Regions from separate parts of the Macaca mulatta genome. Here region 1 is linked to region 2. The links are chromatin contacts, called in public Hi-C maps. All regions are on one chromosome and are shown on one strand. The core of a region is the stretch at or near the end of the contact, and the rest is flanking DNA. Distances in the headings are between cores, read along the strand shown. Region 1 holds the start of DDX49 (DEAD-box helicase 49). Region 2 holds the start of UBA52 (ubiquitin A-52 residue ribosomal protein fusion product 1).

Region 1 (3,360 bases), core at 668-3,167, 360 kb after region 2:
TTAGCCGGGCGTGGTGGCGGGCGCCTGTAGTCCCAGCTACTCTGGAGGCTGAGGCAGGAGAACCGCTTGAACCTGGGAGGCAGAGGTTGTGGTGAGCCAGGATCGTGCCACTGCACTTCAGCCTGGGCAACAGAGCAAGACTCCACGTCAAAAACAAAAAACAAAAATTAAACGGGTGTGGTGGTGGGCACCTGTAATCCCAGCTACTTGGGAGAAGAATTGCTTGAACCCAGGAGGAGGAGGATGCAGTGAGCTGTGATTGTGCCACTGCACTCCAGCCTGGGTGACACACAGTGAGATTATGTCGCTTGACCCTGGGAGGCGGAGGTTGCAGTGAGCCGAGATCACGCCACTGCACTCCAGCCTGGCGACACGGCTAGACTCCATCTCAAAAAAAATAAAAAAAGAAAGAAGGAAAAAGAACCAAGAAAGACGTATGGGAACAGACACATAACTCTCCCTCCCAGATAAGCACAACAAAGAGACACAGAAGCAATTCAAGCCTCTGATAAACTCTCTCACCCTGAATCCTTAAAAACTCAGTCTGTAAAAGAGTGTGCCTCTGACCCAACTCGGCCAGAAGGCGCCTCTCAGGTTTGTTTTCTCTAAAATAAACCTGTCTTGACTGGCAAGTCACCTTTCGTGTTTCTTTCCTCTTTCTTTAATTCTTACAACTTTGTCACCCAGGCTGGGGTGCCAGTGGCGCGATCTCGGTTCACTGCAACCTCCGCCTCCGGGTTCAAGCAATTCTCCTGTCTCAGCCTCCCGGTAGCTGGGATTACAGGTGCCCGCCACCACGCCCGGCTAATTTTTGTATTTTTGGTACACCCAGGGTTTCTCCATGTTGCCCAAGCTGGTCTCAAACTCCTGGGCGCATGCGATACGGCCGCCTCGGCCTCGCAAAGCGCTGGAATTAAAGGTGTTTGAGCCACTAAGCTGGGAAACTGTGTTATCATTCTGAGTCCAGCGGAATACAGTGCCCGTCCATAAAAGTGCTCAATGAAGGATGAATGAATGAATGGTTAAGCTCTGAGAGAAATAACCAGGATCGGTGGGCAGGGAAACGTCCCTCTCTGAACTCTAGGGTTCTCATCCGTAAAATGAGGATAAACAACAGTCTCCACCTCACGGGAACTGAACGTATGGCTGGACAAAAAACACTTACTGTAACTACAGTGGCATAAACACCTCCCTTACTCAAAACGCCTTCAACGGCGCAGAGCGAGCGCTGTACGAGTGAGCAGTACCGTAAACTGTTACTGCTCTGGGTTCTGTCATGGGACAGTGATTACTCCTCACTGAACTGTGAAGAAGTGCCCAAAAAACGCGAGAAGAAAAGGGAAAGTTTTTAGATGCAGAACACTGCTCGCAGCCACCAGGAAGCGTCCTCCGCCTCCGCCCCCAGCGTCCCCGCGCCCCTGCGCTGCCGCACCTTCACCCGCTGCGCCTCGTTTATGCACTGCTGGTAGCTGCCGATGTAGAAGGCGTTCTTTACGTCGAACAGCTCATCCACCTCCCCGGAGCCGCCGGACGCCGGGCCGGGGGCCGGAGGCGCCATGTCGCTGTCTTCTCACCGGCTCCTCTTCCTGAAAGACACGTCGGCCGGAAGCAAGACACCTTCACGGGCACGCTGGGAAATGTAGTTTACTTTTTCCGAGTGGCGGCGAAGTAAGCCAATGGGAAGCTCCACAATGATAAGCAAGGGGGCGGGAGACGTAAGTGCGTCACGCAGGGCATCTCGGGAATTGTAGTGTGTTTCTGCAAGCCAATGGGATCCGGGGAAACATGATAAAGATGCGGTCGAGGCTGGGAATGGGCTGAGGGAGCTGGAGAAGGTGGGACCACGCAGGAGGCAGATCCAATAAACAGGAAGAGTTTTTCTCGTGACGTCGTCGGCGCGCGCCGGAAGCGCAGATCACACGGGCCCCCACACGGCTGGTCACAGGGATGTCAGGCTTCGCGGAGCTCGGGCTGTCGTCGTGGCTAGTGGCACAATGTCGGCAGCTGGGTTTGAAGCAGCCCACGCCCGTGCAGCTCGGCTGCATTCCCGCCATCCTGGAGGGTAAGTATGGCTCGGTGCCTTCCCCAAGAGGCGTCTCCGCTCCTCTCGACCCCTTTCCCTTCTCGCAGCCTTTGCTCATTCCGGTTCCACGAGGCGAGGGGTAACCTCCGGCGTTACAGGAGATCCGGGGTTCCGGAGGCCGACTGGACAGTGTTGGCATTTAGCTTGCATGACCGACTCGCTTTATGTCCGTACACAACTGATGTAATCTCTGAAATTTTCATAGTCTCAGCACAGGGAGGGTTTGATGAATGACTAATCGATAGTATCGCAAAATCCTGCAGACCTGGTACTGCTATTTTTATTTTACAAATAGAAGTTGAGGCTGTCAAAATTGCTGGTAGATCCAGGACTCCTTGGTCCTGTGATTGCTCCTCTAGGAGCAGGTCTTCTCTCTGCTTCTCTAGCCCAACCCAGTTTGGCCATTAAAGAGAGGCCCACAGGAAGCCTAAGATGTGACAAGTCAGGGATTAAATAAACAAATGAAGGGGTCAACAGGGAGCACAAGATGCCTATGAGGGAAGGGAATTCTGGGTTCCCCAAGTTCATGTGCTCCTGGAGGGAGTTAGAATGAGGTGGTGGGAAGCTGTGGGCATCTCAGGTCAAATACATATGGGTTCCAGTCCAGCCTGCTCCTCACTGGCTGTGTGTCCTGGGCAGGTCTCTGAAACCCAGTTTTCCTTTCTGTTAAATGGAGATGATAATCCCTTCCTAGGATTTGTCCGTTGCCAGTGGAAAGTGGTCAGTATGCCCAGAATGGAAAAGGCTTACTGGCACACAGGACTTGACGCACAGTGATTGCTCACTAAACGCTTTGTAAGCTGTTGTACACTGTGCCCAGTGGAATGGCTGTCCACACATGGAGGGTATTGATGCTGCTTTGTCCTCAACCCAGGTCGAGACTGCTTGGGCTGTGCCAAGACAGGCAGTGGGAAGACAGCAGCGTTTGTCCTTCCCATCTTGCAGAAGCTTTCTGAGGATCCCTATGGCATCTTCTGCCTCGTCCTGACACCCACCAGGTGAGCCCCCAGCAGGCCTCCTGGGTATGGGTTAACCAGCTGTGTTCTCTTGGGCAAGCACCTTTCCCTCTCTGAGCGCCCTTTTCCCACGTGTGAGATGAGGATGAAAATCTTGCTACCCGCTTCTTAGGGGTCCTGCAGAATTAAACCAGATGGCCCGGGTGCAGTGGCTCACACCTGTAATCCCAGCACTTTGGGAGCTCCAGGTGAGCGGATCACTTGAGGCCAGGAGTTCGAGACCAGCCTGACCAACATGGAGAAACCCCATCCTTACTAAAA
Region 2 (3,234 bases), core at 252-2,751:
GCACTTTTGTATTTTTTATTTATTTATTTTTTTGGAGACAGCATCTCTCTTTGTTGCCCAAGCTGGAGTGTAGTGGTCCAATCATGGGTCACTGCAACCTCAAAACCCTGGGCTCAAGCAATCCTCCAACCTCTTAAGTAGCTGGGACTACAGGTGCGCACCACCACACCTGGATAATTAAAAAAATTTTTTTGTTTTTTTGTAGATTCAGGGTCTTGCTATGTTTTCCAGGCTGGTCTTGAATTCCTGGTCTCAAGTAATCCTCCCTCTTTGACCTCCCAAAGTGCTGGGATTACAAGTGTGAACCACTGCACTCGCCCTGGCCCTTTTTTTGTTTGTTTGTTTGAGATAGACTCTCACTCTGTTGCCCAGGCTGCAGTGCTGTGGCATGAACTCAGCTCACTGCAACCTCCACCTCCCAGGTTCAAGTGATTCTCCTGCCTCAGCCTCCTGAGTAGCTGGGATTACAGGCATGCACCACCATGCCCAGCTAATTTTGTGTTTTTAGTAAAGATGGGGTGTCTCCATGTTGGTCAGGCTGGTCTCCAACTCCCCACCTAAGGTGATCCACCTGCCTCTGCCTCCCAAAATGCAGGCGTGAACTACCGGGCCCAGCCTGCCCTGGCACTTTTTAGCCACCCACAAATCTGGATCCTACATTGAAAAGAGACCCTGCCGGGTGCAGTGGCTCACGCCTGTAATCCCAGCACTTTGGGAGGCCGAGGCGGGCGGATCACCTGAGATCGCGAGTTCGAGACCCCCCCCCCCCCGTCCCCTACTAAAAATACAAAATTAGCTGGGCATGGTGGCGCACACCTGTAATCCCAGCTACTAGGAAGGCTGAGGCAGGAGAATTGCTTGAACTCGGGTAGCGGAGGTTGCGGTGAGTCAAGATCCCGCCACTGCACTCCAGCCTGGGCAACAAGAGCGAAACTCCGTCACAAAAACAAAAGACCTTGAGTCCCGCTTGGAACCTTTTGTCAGGCACCACCACCTTTCTGGTCGAATGCGGTAGTCCCGTCAGCTCTCCCTGCTGCTGTCCTGAAATCCATTCAGGCACAGCGGCCGAAAGCTTTATAACAACCGATTCCAGGTGTTAGGTGCTTTCCCAGCCCCGATTCGTGCGTCCTGGACCCGCAGTCCTCTGCTTAATACCTTTGCTTTATTAGAAAACGTTCTCCTCTACTCCGTTCAAGTATTCGCTGAGGACCCGCCAAGCGTCAGCGGTTGTCAGTGGCCCAGAGGCAGCGGGCGCAAACACCAGGAGAGGTGCAATCATCTCCTCTAGTGAGTCGGCGGGCGGGGCCCATACCCGGAAGCGGGTGGGCGACGCTCACCCACGTGCGCTGCGGCTTCGTTTGCCAGCATCCAAGATGGCGGCAGGACGGGGCCCAAGGCGCGGCGCGAATTGTGACGCAGGCGTCCGGCGTGCTCCGTGCGCAAGCGCCTTCGGCGGAGATTAGGTGGTTTCCGGTTCCGCCGTCCTCTTTTTCTTCAGCGAGGCGACTGAGCTGGTTGGTGGCGGCGGTCGAGGGGGTGCGCGCCGGTCCGGGGGCGGGTGGGGGCCTGCGGGAGGCCGCAGGGGCGTGGGCGGCAGAAGAGGTGGCCCTGAACCGGCTCATGCGGGCCAGTCTCGGCGGGGTGGCTGGGCAGGGCTCTCGAGGTCGCGGTTCCGAGCCCAGACCTGGGCCCAGGAGGCGAGCGCCGTTTTGGAGAGGAGCCTGCGTGCTCTGCCTGCCAGCGTGACCCCACGAGGCCTCGGGCGGGAAGGCGTCCTCTGGGCAGATCCGAGTTAATGAGAGAGGGGTATTGAGCATGTAGCGTTAACTCTGCCAGTCACTGCGTGTAAATACTTTGGAAATACTAAATTCCTCGAGCTGAGTGTTCATACTTGGCTCCGTTACTGTGTCTGTAAGGAGGGGCTGGTGGTAGCGTCTGCCTTTTAGACTCTTCTTTAGACTATTTGTATTTTTTTCAGAAGGAGTCTTGCTCTGTCGCCTAAGCTGGAGTTCTCGGCTCACTGCAACCTCCACCTCCCGGGCTCGAGCGATTTTCCTGCCTCAGCCTCCCGAGTAGCTGGGATTACAGGCGCCCGCCACCACGCCCAGCTGATTTTTTGTGTTTTTAGTAGAGACGGGGTTTCACCGTGTTGGCCAGGTTCATCTTGAACTCCTGACCTCAAATGATCCGTCTGCCTCGGCCTCCCAAAGTGCTGGGATTACAGGCTTGAGCCCCTGCACCCGGTCGATTCTTTTGCCTTTTTAAGTCAACTTTTATATGTAAACAATGCTTGGCAAGTGGTTGGTAGATACTAAGTGACGTTTGTGGTTTGGGGTCAAGGCAAGAAGTGGGGTCTGGAGAGTTTTGGCGTAATTGAGAAGGAAGCTAAGAGTGTTGGGTGCCCCAGCTTGGAGTTAGAGAGAGGAGAGAGGCTGCGACAGGAAGGCATGTGTGTTGTAGGGGATGGCTTCCCATCCAGGCTGGCAGCAGGAGCAACCTGTGGAGGAGATCAGGACGTGGCTGTGGTGGGAGAGGGTGGGACGGTTCTCAGGGAAGATGAATCTGACAAGATGATGCCAAAGGGTATTTATTCCATCAGGAGATACTGACGGGTCCTTCTGCTGCTAAGCCTAAGGAGAATAACCACAGTCTGTGTTCCTGAAGAGCGCCCATGCAGTCAGGAGGGTGGAGGACATGTGGTCCTTAGTTCCAGGACATGTGTAGACTCCAGGCCAGGGTGTGTGAGAAGCTTAGTAGGGCCAGGCTTGGAGGAGTGGAAGGAAGACAGGTACTGGGGCAGGACCAGTTGGGCTCGGTGCAGGCAAAGGGATAGCATCTGGGGTGTAGGCACCTGAGCTTGCGCCACTCAGGCATGCATTGCTCACCAGTCTCTCCTGCCTCTCTTCCTCCAGCAGACGCAAACATGCAGATCTTTGTGAAGACCCTCACGGGCAAAACCATCACCCTCGAGGTCGAGCCCAGTGACACCATTGAGAATGTCAAAGCCAAAATTCAAGACAAGGAGGGTGAGTCGGGACTGGGTGTGGGGGCTCTGGCTATGGACTGGGAATCCCTCTCTGCCCAGGGGAGTTTCAGTCCTGTGTGGGTTGGTGCTGGCTTTAGACAGACCTGTTTTGCCCTTGTTTCTCCATGTGATCTGAAGAACGTCTGTTATCTCTACCTCAGTTCGCCATTTTGAGAGACTGGGGGTAGTGCTGGAACTCCTCTGCCGGG

What was found. A called contact is a pair of places that touch in the nucleus more often than the background predicts.
Region 1: a Hi-C map of fetal cortex germinal zone shows a contact between it and region 2, with 3 times the contacts expected there. The contact joins the promoter of DDX49 here to the promoter of UBA52 in region 2. A contact is called at or near these places in 2 of 14 Hi-C or Micro-C datasets (fetal cortex germinal zone and fetal cortical plate).

What each region holds. Positions count from the first base shown.
Region 1 is chr19:19,476,455-19,479,814 of T2T-MMU8v2.0, forward strand. DDX49 (DEAD-box helicase 49) reads left to right here and starts at 1,918. Exons shown (of 13, transcript XR_013409262.1): 1 at 1,918-2,062; 2 at 2,958-3,081. COPE (COPI coat complex subunit epsilon) reads right to left here. Exons shown (of 11, transcript NM_001194660.2): 2 at 1,433-1,586. The coding sequence starts at 1,558.
Region 2 is chr19:19,121,023-19,124,256 of T2T-MMU8v2.0, forward strand. UBA52 (ubiquitin A-52 residue ribosomal protein fusion product 1) reads left to right here and starts at 1,502. Exons shown (of 5, transcript NM_001195756.1): 1 at 1,502-1,536; 2 at 2,913-3,026. The coding sequence starts at 2,924.